Regions from separate parts of the Mus musculus genome. Here regions 1 and 2 are each linked to region 3. A link is a contact called in public promoter capture Hi-C data. All regions are on one chromosome and are shown on one strand. Each heading gives the region's core, a stretch centred on a gene start, on an enhancer-like site or on the middle of the called end of the contact. The rest is flanking DNA. Distances are from core to core; before and after follow the strand shown.

Evidence for each region. Promoter capture Hi-C pulls out the DNA fragments that hold promoters and counts their contacts.
Region 1: a contact with region 3 is called in a promoter capture Hi-C map of pre-B cells, with 3 times the contacts expected there. The contact joins the promoter of Ficd here to the promoter of Coro1c in region 3. A contact is called at or near these places in 1 of 39 promoter capture datasets (pre-B cells), 2 of 484 Hi-C or Micro-C datasets (embryonic stem cells and pre-B cells) and 3 of 9 other capture datasets (adipose tissue, liver and pancreatic islet).
Region 2: a contact with region 3 is called in a promoter capture Hi-C map of pre-B cells, with 5 times the contacts expected there. The contact joins the promoter of Usp30 here to the promoter of Coro1c in region 3. A contact is called at or near these places in 2 of 39 promoter capture datasets (the 3T3-L1 cell line and pre-B cells), 1 of 484 Hi-C or Micro-C datasets (CD4 T cells), 3 of 115 datasets of contacts at active chromatin or transcription factors (bone marrow-derived macrophages, memory CD8 T cells and pancreatic cancer cells) and 3 of 9 other capture datasets (adipose tissue, liver and pancreatic islet).

What each region holds. Positions count from the first base shown.
Region 1 is chr5:113,734,370-113,737,069 of GRCm38.p6, reverse strand. It overlaps Ficd (FIC domain containing), which reads right to left and starts at 1,288. Exons shown (of 3, transcript NM_001010825.3): 1 at 1,021-1,288; 2 at 1-249. The coding sequence starts at 198.
Region 2 is chr5:114,098,996-114,101,830 of GRCm38.p6, reverse strand. It overlaps Usp30 (ubiquitin specific peptidase 30), which reads right to left and starts at 1,498. Exons shown (of 13, transcript NM_001033202.3): 1 at 1,316-1,498. The coding sequence starts at 1,398.
Region 3 is chr5:113,907,359-113,910,315 of GRCm38.p6, reverse strand. Coro1c (coronin, actin binding protein 1C) reads left to right here and starts at 1,610. Exons shown (of 11, transcript NM_011779.3): 1 at 1,610-1,705.

The sequences.
Region 1 (2,700 bases), core at 39-2,538, 170 kb after region 3:
GTCCAGTTTGCTCCTGAGCAGGTGGAAACCTCTGAGCACAGCCAGGCAATGCTCTTCCACAACTCCCAGCGGCAGCAGCAGAGCCAGCAGCGACCCCAGAGCCATGCTCAGCAGCGCCATCCACAGGAAACGGCCCCAGACGGAGACCCATTTGGGTTCGGCCACTGCCACCACCGACGCCATTGGCATGAGTATCATCTGGACTGAGGGCTGGGCCCAGAGCACTCGACACAGAGGAAAAGCTGGACCCTGCAAGGAACCAAGCATTGTAAAAGAATGAGGCAGTGGGAGTGGACCCGTTCCCAGATGGAGAGACCAGACACAGAATCGTCACACTTTCTAATTCATTAGGGACCACGGAAATGGGGGAGGGGTCTCATGGTGCAGGGCCAGCCTGGGAAGATTCATCCTAACCCATAGCTCCTCCGGGGTAGAGTGATAGGACTCTAATGCATTTATATATATTAACTTTCATAATCTCAGCCTACAACCCCAGGAGGTGATGTTTCCACACCGCCCTCCCCAGAGGAGATGCAATCAGAACTCAGAAAAGTGAAGTCGGGGACTTTTCAGCCCCCCTCTTAGTCCACTAGTCCACCACAAGCGACTATTGCCACAGGACACCTAGTGTTTGGGCTGTAACTCCTGCATACGCCCCTGGACACACACCACAATCTTCGATAAGGACAAATGTCTGGTGTCCTGATGTTACCATATGAATACCGACAGCCTCGGTGACCAATGTTGTGTCCCTTCTGCCCTTCCTTCCCTGGCTTGTCCATCATAGACAGGGAAACCCAAGGCCTGGCCAACAACAGTGGGTGATGATGCCCTACCTCAGCGAGGGCGAACACAAGCTTGGGGGCTGGCGGGGGATGGGGGGGGGGAGCGAGGGATCAGGTATGCAAATGCCATCTTGCCAACAATAAGCATTTATTGGGCAACTATGGTGTGCCGGACACTGCGCTGCCGGCCAGCCTTGCACGCTGTCAGCCCCCTTGCGAAGAGCGAGCAAGCTACCTGTAGCTCCCGGTTTACAGATGAGGGATGACGCCGTTCTGACAGGCGGCGCCGGAGCTCCGGGGCCTGACCCGCCACGTCATCACTTCGCGCGGCCTGTGCAGCGGCTCGAGCCCAGCAGACTTCGGCTTACTCCCGAAGCGGGGGGTGGGGTGGGGGGTGGAATGAGGCTGCCGCGAGCTCCCGCTACGAACCGGCCCAGGGCTCGTGCCCGCCTCCAGCATCCAAACCCGCGCGGCCGTTCCCCGCAGCCGCGGTCGCAGGCCCCGCCCCCACCACCTCGCCCCGCTCCCGTCGCCTCGCCATTGGACGGACGGCCGCCCTTGCCGCGGCGGATTGGCTGTCTCGACTTGTCCATCCGCCGCGCTTCCGGGTTCTAGAGCTAGCTAGAGCATCCCCCCGGGAAAGGCGCGCCGTGTGCCGCTTCCATTGGCTGTCGCTTGTGTGCATGGGGCGGGGTCGAGGCCACCGGCTAGGGCGAGCATTTGCGTCCTGTTTTCCCGTCCCAGCATCTGCTACCTTCCTGGGCCTCCACCTAGGCTCTGTGTGCTTCAGTTTCTCTGGTGTGCAATGGCAGTAGCCACATCACCAAACGTTTCCCACTTCTTAGTCCCGGTTTCACCGTTTGTCCCTTTTCTTTACCCCCTTTCTTGTCCTCTCTAATCTACTTTTGTTTTTGAGATGGCTTCGCACCGTGTAGACCAGGCCTGGCTAGGAATTAATTCACGGTGTAGCCCAGGTTGGTCGGGACTTACTGTGTAGCCCGAGCTGGCTTAGTATTCAACCCGGGTCATTTTGAGCCAACATGCCCTCCTGACCTTTTTTAGTTTGCATTCTCTGGAGCGGCTGGCTATGGCTTTTTGTTTACCAAATTAAGTTTTCTTTGGTGCAGAGGGCAGGGCTCCCATCTCAACCCACAAATATTGAACCGGAAGCTCCCAGGGCCTGCTTTGAGAGGTTACTGGGCACACTCTGGAGTCAGACGGCCCACAGATTCAGATTTTTGCCCTCAGTCTCTTGTGATCTTGGATCAGTTTTCTCAACGGCAGAATGGGACAACAGCTCACATCTCTTAATTAAAAAAAAAAAAAAAAGTTCGTGTGCGCGCACGTGCACAGAGATCAGTTTGCAAACCTGGGCTTTCTCCTTCTACCATATGGGTTTGTGGATTGAACGCAGGTCACCAAGTTTGGCTCCTACCTGCCTTAGCCCTCAGGTTCTGGATTTGGGACTCTTTTCATGGAGCCACACAGCCCTGGGTTCGCATCCCAGCTCTGCCACTAGCAGACTGACTTGGTGGTGTCAATCTACTTTACTGATCTGTCACCTGCAGGTAGCTTAAATTGGTCTGGGACTCACTGTATAGGCCAGGCTAGCCCCAACCTCCCGCCTCTGCCTCTGCCTTCTGAGTGCTGGGATTAGAGGCATATACCACCAAATCCGGTTTCAGCCTGCTTTCTTATAGAACCCCCTGACCAGCCCAGGGATGGCTCCACCCACAATGGGCGGGGCCTTCCCCCATCAATCATTAATTAAGAAAATGCCCTACAGTTGGATCTTATGGAAACATTGTTCTCAATTGAAGTTCCTTTCCCTCCAGATAACGCTAGTGCGGTGATTCTCAACCTGTGGGCCATGACCCCACAGGGCTCTCATATTAGCTATTTACATTACATTACG
Region 2 (2,835 bases), core at 249-2,748, 190 kb before region 3:
ATGGATTTCTCTTTGAGAATACGAAACAATACCACAAGAGGACATCTATATGTTCATACGATTAAAGATTTCTTCGTTCCAGGCTAGACTTGAAGGTGGACACTATTCTTTTTTCCCACAATTAAGAAAACTGCAGCAGTAATTCAAAACACAATTTTATACAAAGTTCTGTATCTCCAAGTAAGGCAACCCACACATACGTGCAACGTGTGTGTAACATGTACCCACATATATGTTGCATGTGGACATGTGTGTAATACGTTCTTACCTAATGCTTGGACTATATGAAGTTGATCACCTCCCCTGGTACCAGGGACTGACCCTAGCTAGGGCCTTATGCAGGACAGACAAATGCTCTACCACTAAGATCTGTCCCCCTAATTCTGCCTGCATGAATATTGGTCTCAGCTGAATAAACACTCCCTGAAAAGGATCACTAGTGACAACAGCAATCGTCAGACAACGGCCAGCATTCTCCGATGTCACAGCTAATTACCAGTTTCAAATCTTTTTGTTCTTCCAGGGTGAGTCCATAGAATGTGCACAGACCTTGGCTTAAAAAGCAGTCAGCGGGAGAAGGAGGGGGCCAGTTACAGCACACCTGCTCGGCACACACTCAACGAGGGAAACCGAGGCATGGTGTTGATTGACTAGTTCTTCTGCAGAACCGTACCATGAAGACGGTACGTGAGCCTGAGGGTGAGATTAAGCTGGCCACCAGCCCTGCTCTCAGGTCAGCTGTTAGGCCGCAAGGCCCAATCAAGCCTTCCTTCCCACCTGGTAAAATAGGGCCGCTGGGCGGAATAAACACGGGGTGGGGGGCTTCAGAGCCGGATAAGATGCTGTTAGACCTGCCCCGGTATCCAAGGTAGCCAACCCAAGCAACAGGTCCCAGCAGTCAGGGTGAGCAACGGGGGTGTGGCCCCAGGCCTTGGGAAGATCAACCGGGCTGGGGTGCAGACGGGGGTCCTAGCAGGAACGAAGAGCCTGGAATTGTCACAGCCTGGGGAGCTCAGCGGCTGGGAGCCTTCGGAAGCTTGGGAACCGGAGCGGTTTGGGATGCAGAAGTGAGAATCTCCAGCATGGCAGAGGTGGGAGACCGGCATCTGACAAACTGCGGGGGAGCAGCGGCGTGCAGATTGTGTGCCCGGAGCCCGAGTCTGGGGTCACCGCGAGGGGCTGCGGGGCGTCGCAGGCCGCGGCCACAGCAGGGACGAGGAGGCGACGCCGGGCCGCGGCCTCCGCCTCGGCCGGGTCCGCGCAGGCCTGGAGGCCCTGCGGCCGCCACCGCCACCCCGCACCCCCACCCACTCACCTGACGGCCGCCCCGGTGCGCAGGAAGCGCTGCAGGGCCTTGTCGGCCGCCGTCCTCGCCGCCTGCGCCCGGGAACTTAGCATCGCGCTCGCTGCCGCCGCCGCTACCGCTGCCGCCGCCGCCCCCCGCTCGCCCGCCCGCCGCAGCGGAATGAGGAGCCCAAGACAGGAGGCTCGCAAAGTGGAGGAACCCGCGGTGGCGACCCCGCTTCGGCGGAGGGGGGAAGAAGCCAGGAGGACGGACCGGAAGTTAGTCACACCGGACTGAAATAGTGAACGGACGACCCCTCCCCGGTTCCTTTGCTCCTAGCAACCGCAGCCTGATTCGTTGCTAAGGGAGGTTTCCCGGGGCCCGGGGACCACTTCGGAAGCTATGAGCCTTCGCATTTGCTCCGCCTCCAGGACGGAGCTTGGTTCATGTGGAAAGGCTGTTATTAAACTGGAAAATTTAAAAATAGATGGCTCTAGCTTTGATTTTTTAAAATGTGGGGTTAGCAAGATGGCTCTGTAGGTAAAAACAGCTGCCCCCAAATCTCACACCCTGAGTTCAGTGCCCAGAACCATACAGTAGAAGAGAACCAAAGTTATCAGGACCTTCCTATGTGTGCTGTGGTGCGCAACACACACACACGCGCGCGCGCACAAACACATGCACACATACACATGCATATGCCTGCACTTACACTCGTATATGCACACACATACACCTGCACACACGCATGCACATTTATACATAGATGCACACTTCACAATACACACACATGCATATGTGCACACATGCACACGCACACACACACGTATATATATACACATGCACACTACACATACGCACACATATGCACAGTATATATACCCATACACGTATACACATACATGCATGCATTCACATGCACACAGCACACATATACACGCGTGCACACACACACACCTATAAACATACAGATACATACAAATACATGCAAACACATGCACATACACTTGCATGCACATGTGCACACATATATACACATGCATACACAAGTGCACAGACACACAAATGCAATAAATTAAAATGCAGTGTCTTAGAAATCTGTTTCTATTAGGTTTATACAAAGTCCTAAACAGTCCCACACAAATGTTTGTGAATTCACTCTTTAAAACAGCAAAACATGGAAACAAACTAGATATTTATCAGCTGCAAATCTCCCTCTGTCATACATACAATAAAAAAGGTGTTAGAATTTTTAGATTCCTCTCTTGTGTGGGCATGCTGCTGTATGTGCTGCAGATCTTTATACCATTTCTCTTCTCAAAGCCGAACTGTGTGTGTTGAGTAACTCCCCCTTCCTGTCTTCTGTTCTAGTAATTTCCATTCTATTTCTATTCCTGTGAGGTTGAGGTTGGCTGTCTCAGGACAGGAGTCGCTCAGAGTTCTTTGGTGACTGTCTTAGCTCACTTGGCATAAAGTCTTTTTTTACAGGAAAGTAATATTCCATTGTAAGTACTAGTTTCTCTCTCCTGTCCATGTCTCAATGGACATTC
Region 3 (2,957 bases), core at 361-2,860:
TGAGCTCTGCCTGGGAGGGGCTGCTATTGTAGTCACAGATAAAGAAACCTAGCTCCCGCTGGAGAGGTGTTCTGCAATCAAGAGCACTTCCTGCTTTTTCAGAGGACTCCTGGTTCCCGGAACCACAGTAGTCCTCTGACAGCCTGCGGACACTCCAGATTCAGGCTAGCTCAGTCTGGTCTGACCTATGAGGGCACTGCATGCAGGTGGTGTAATTACATACACAGAGGCATACACGTAAAATAAACACACCAATCTTTAAAAATTGAGCTTTGCAGAGAGTAAAAACTTGCTGAGCAAGCTGCTTCATTCTGGTAGACCTAGATTTACACAACACATAATTTACACACACACACACACACACACACACACACACACACACTTTGCCTAATTTTATTTTATTTACTTATTTAGAGACAGAGTTTCTTTACATATCCCTGGATGTCCTGGAACTCAGTATGTAGACCAGGCTGGCCTGGAACTACTGACGGAGATCCACCTGCCTCAGCCTCCTCAGTGTTGGGACTAAAGGCGTGTGCCTTCTGTTTTGAGGTGGCAGTTTATCTTAATTCCTGCAACAAGAATTCAGGGGTTCTACCACTGAATGCCGACCACAGATTCCTGGACATCTCTGAGGCTAAAACAAAGTGAAAATTCATCCCTCTGCGAATTGTAAAGATGCCTTGCTTTGGGAAATAAATGGCCCAACCCCTCAGCTGGCCCAGATCTCTGGACGCAGTTTCCTTAGATCTTGGTATTTCAAAGCTTGATATTTCTGAAGGGGCTTTGGCTAATAGTGGGATAACCTTACACTCAAGATTAGGAAACTGAAATCCAAAGAGGTGAGTGAAATGGTCCCTGGGTCACTTCATTTGAGAGTAACAGGGCTAGGACACATATCCACGTGCTCATATGGAGGGACTTTAGCCAGGGAGTCTTCATTGCTTCTCCTTAGCTCTCTCTCATAGGTGTGGTCCAGCCCAAGGGTTGCCACCCTGCCCTGGAGAGTAGTGGGAGAGAGCGTGGGTGAGAGGGTTGAACCAGCCCTGATGGAGGTGGGGCTAAGAACTTGGGGCGGGGCTTACGGTTTAAGTACGCTCAGGGCTGTGGGCGGGGCTTGAGGTACAGCAAATAGGATGATCATAGGTTCCCCGGGTCTTCAGGAAATCCGAGCGGGGATTTGCGGCGCTCAACTGGGGGAAGCTAGGTTTTGGGGGCGGGGGGAAACCAAGCCCTGCTCACGGACTCGGTGGGCAGTTAGATGCGCTCAAACGACCATCCTCATAGAGAGGCTCTGCAGGGCCGTGGGTGGAGCTTAAGAACGCCCGCTCTGGTTCTAAAGACCTGGGTGGGGCTGGAAGGAGCCCGTGGGCGTGGCCACCCGGCCATTCAAGTGCCCCGGAAAGCGGGCGTGGGCTCCGAGTCTCCTTGCACCTCCCCGCGCCACCACAGGGGGCGCTCTAAGGAGAGCCGGGCATCTAACCGGGACCTTCCGGAAGTGGGCGTGGTGAAGCGTGGTTCGGCGGCGCTGGTTGGGCGCGGCCCCGGCGCGGGGGCGGGGCCCGCGCGCGCGAAGGCCTGGGCAGCGGCGGCCGCGCCCCTCCCCCGCGCGGCGCTCAGTGCCAGGCGGGAGGCGGCAGCGGTTGGAGGCTTCGCGGGGCTTTGCAGCAGGGACTTCGGCGGCGCCTCAGGCACCCGGGCTCTGGTAAGCAGCGCGCGCTCAGGACGGGGCAGCTCCGGAGCGAGCCCGGGGCGGGCGGGCCGGCCTCCGGGACCCCGCGTGTGAAGCTCTCGGCTGACAGGAGCCGGCGGCGCCGAGTGGTGCGGGGCGCACGCGCATGCCCCGGGCGCTGCGGCTGGGGAATGGCCGTCTGCGGGCAGCCGTGGGCCCGGCAGCCGTGAGGCGGTGTCTGAGCGCTGCGAAGAGCCTGCGGCCGAGCGCTCACGTGGGGCTGGGTCCGCGGGGGACCCCCGGTGTGCGGGGCGCGCCCGGGCGGGGCTCCGCCTGGCTCGCAGTGCATGGCCTCCTGGACCCTGAAGACCTGGGGCGGGGGCGGGCTGCAGTGGCGTGGCCTGGAGGAGGAACCCTGTCCCGGGTGCGGAACCTAGTGACCCGCGGGGCAGGTGGGGCTCAGCCGCGCCGAGATGGCTAGGATGACATCAGAGGTGGAGGGTGGGGACGCCCAGCCCAGCTCTGCCGCCGGTCCCCCGGCGGGCGTACGCACAGCAGCCCTATCTATCTCCAGTGATGTGAATGAGCTGGGGGGAAGTAGCCGGCTGCAGGGCTTTCGGAGAAGAAAGGGGCTTCCTCCCGGAGGGAGGTGCCGGCCCCGACGTCCTTTTTTGGGAGTGTTCAAAGGGTTTTTTTTTGCAGGCTGGAAAAGGAAATGCAGGCTTTCTCTCCGTCGTGGTTTAGAATCACATCCTATATTTGGCCTTCATGTAGGCTGCCCTTGTTTTGTGGTGTCAGAACGGCTTGCTCTACACATTTCGGTCGTGGGATTCAGAGTGAGAAGCAAATTGCAAGTTGTTCGTCTCTCCCGGAATTGCTTCCTGTAAGCATTTGAAAGAGAATTGACCGCAGAGCGTGCTTATTCGCAGGGCCACAATATGTTTAGTTTTGGAAATGGTTGGCACGAAATAATTGTACTCCCATCCCGTGGCCTTCCCTACCGGGATTATATTCTAAAACAGTACTTGCGAGGCTCTTAGTCACCCTATATAATAAAGCGTCTTATTGTCCTTGTCTGGCAGCACCCTGACACCAGGGCCTGCTAGTAGAGGGAAGAACATGATGAAGTACAAGTAGTTGCTTCCTGCCTCCTTCTCGGGTGTGAAGGCAAATGGTAGTTCATATTCCTGTCTGTCCGCAGCTTCAGAGCAGCTGAACACAGTGCTTGGTTCTGGACATGTTAGAGAACACTGACCTAGGGAGACTTGGGGAGTGTGTGTCACAC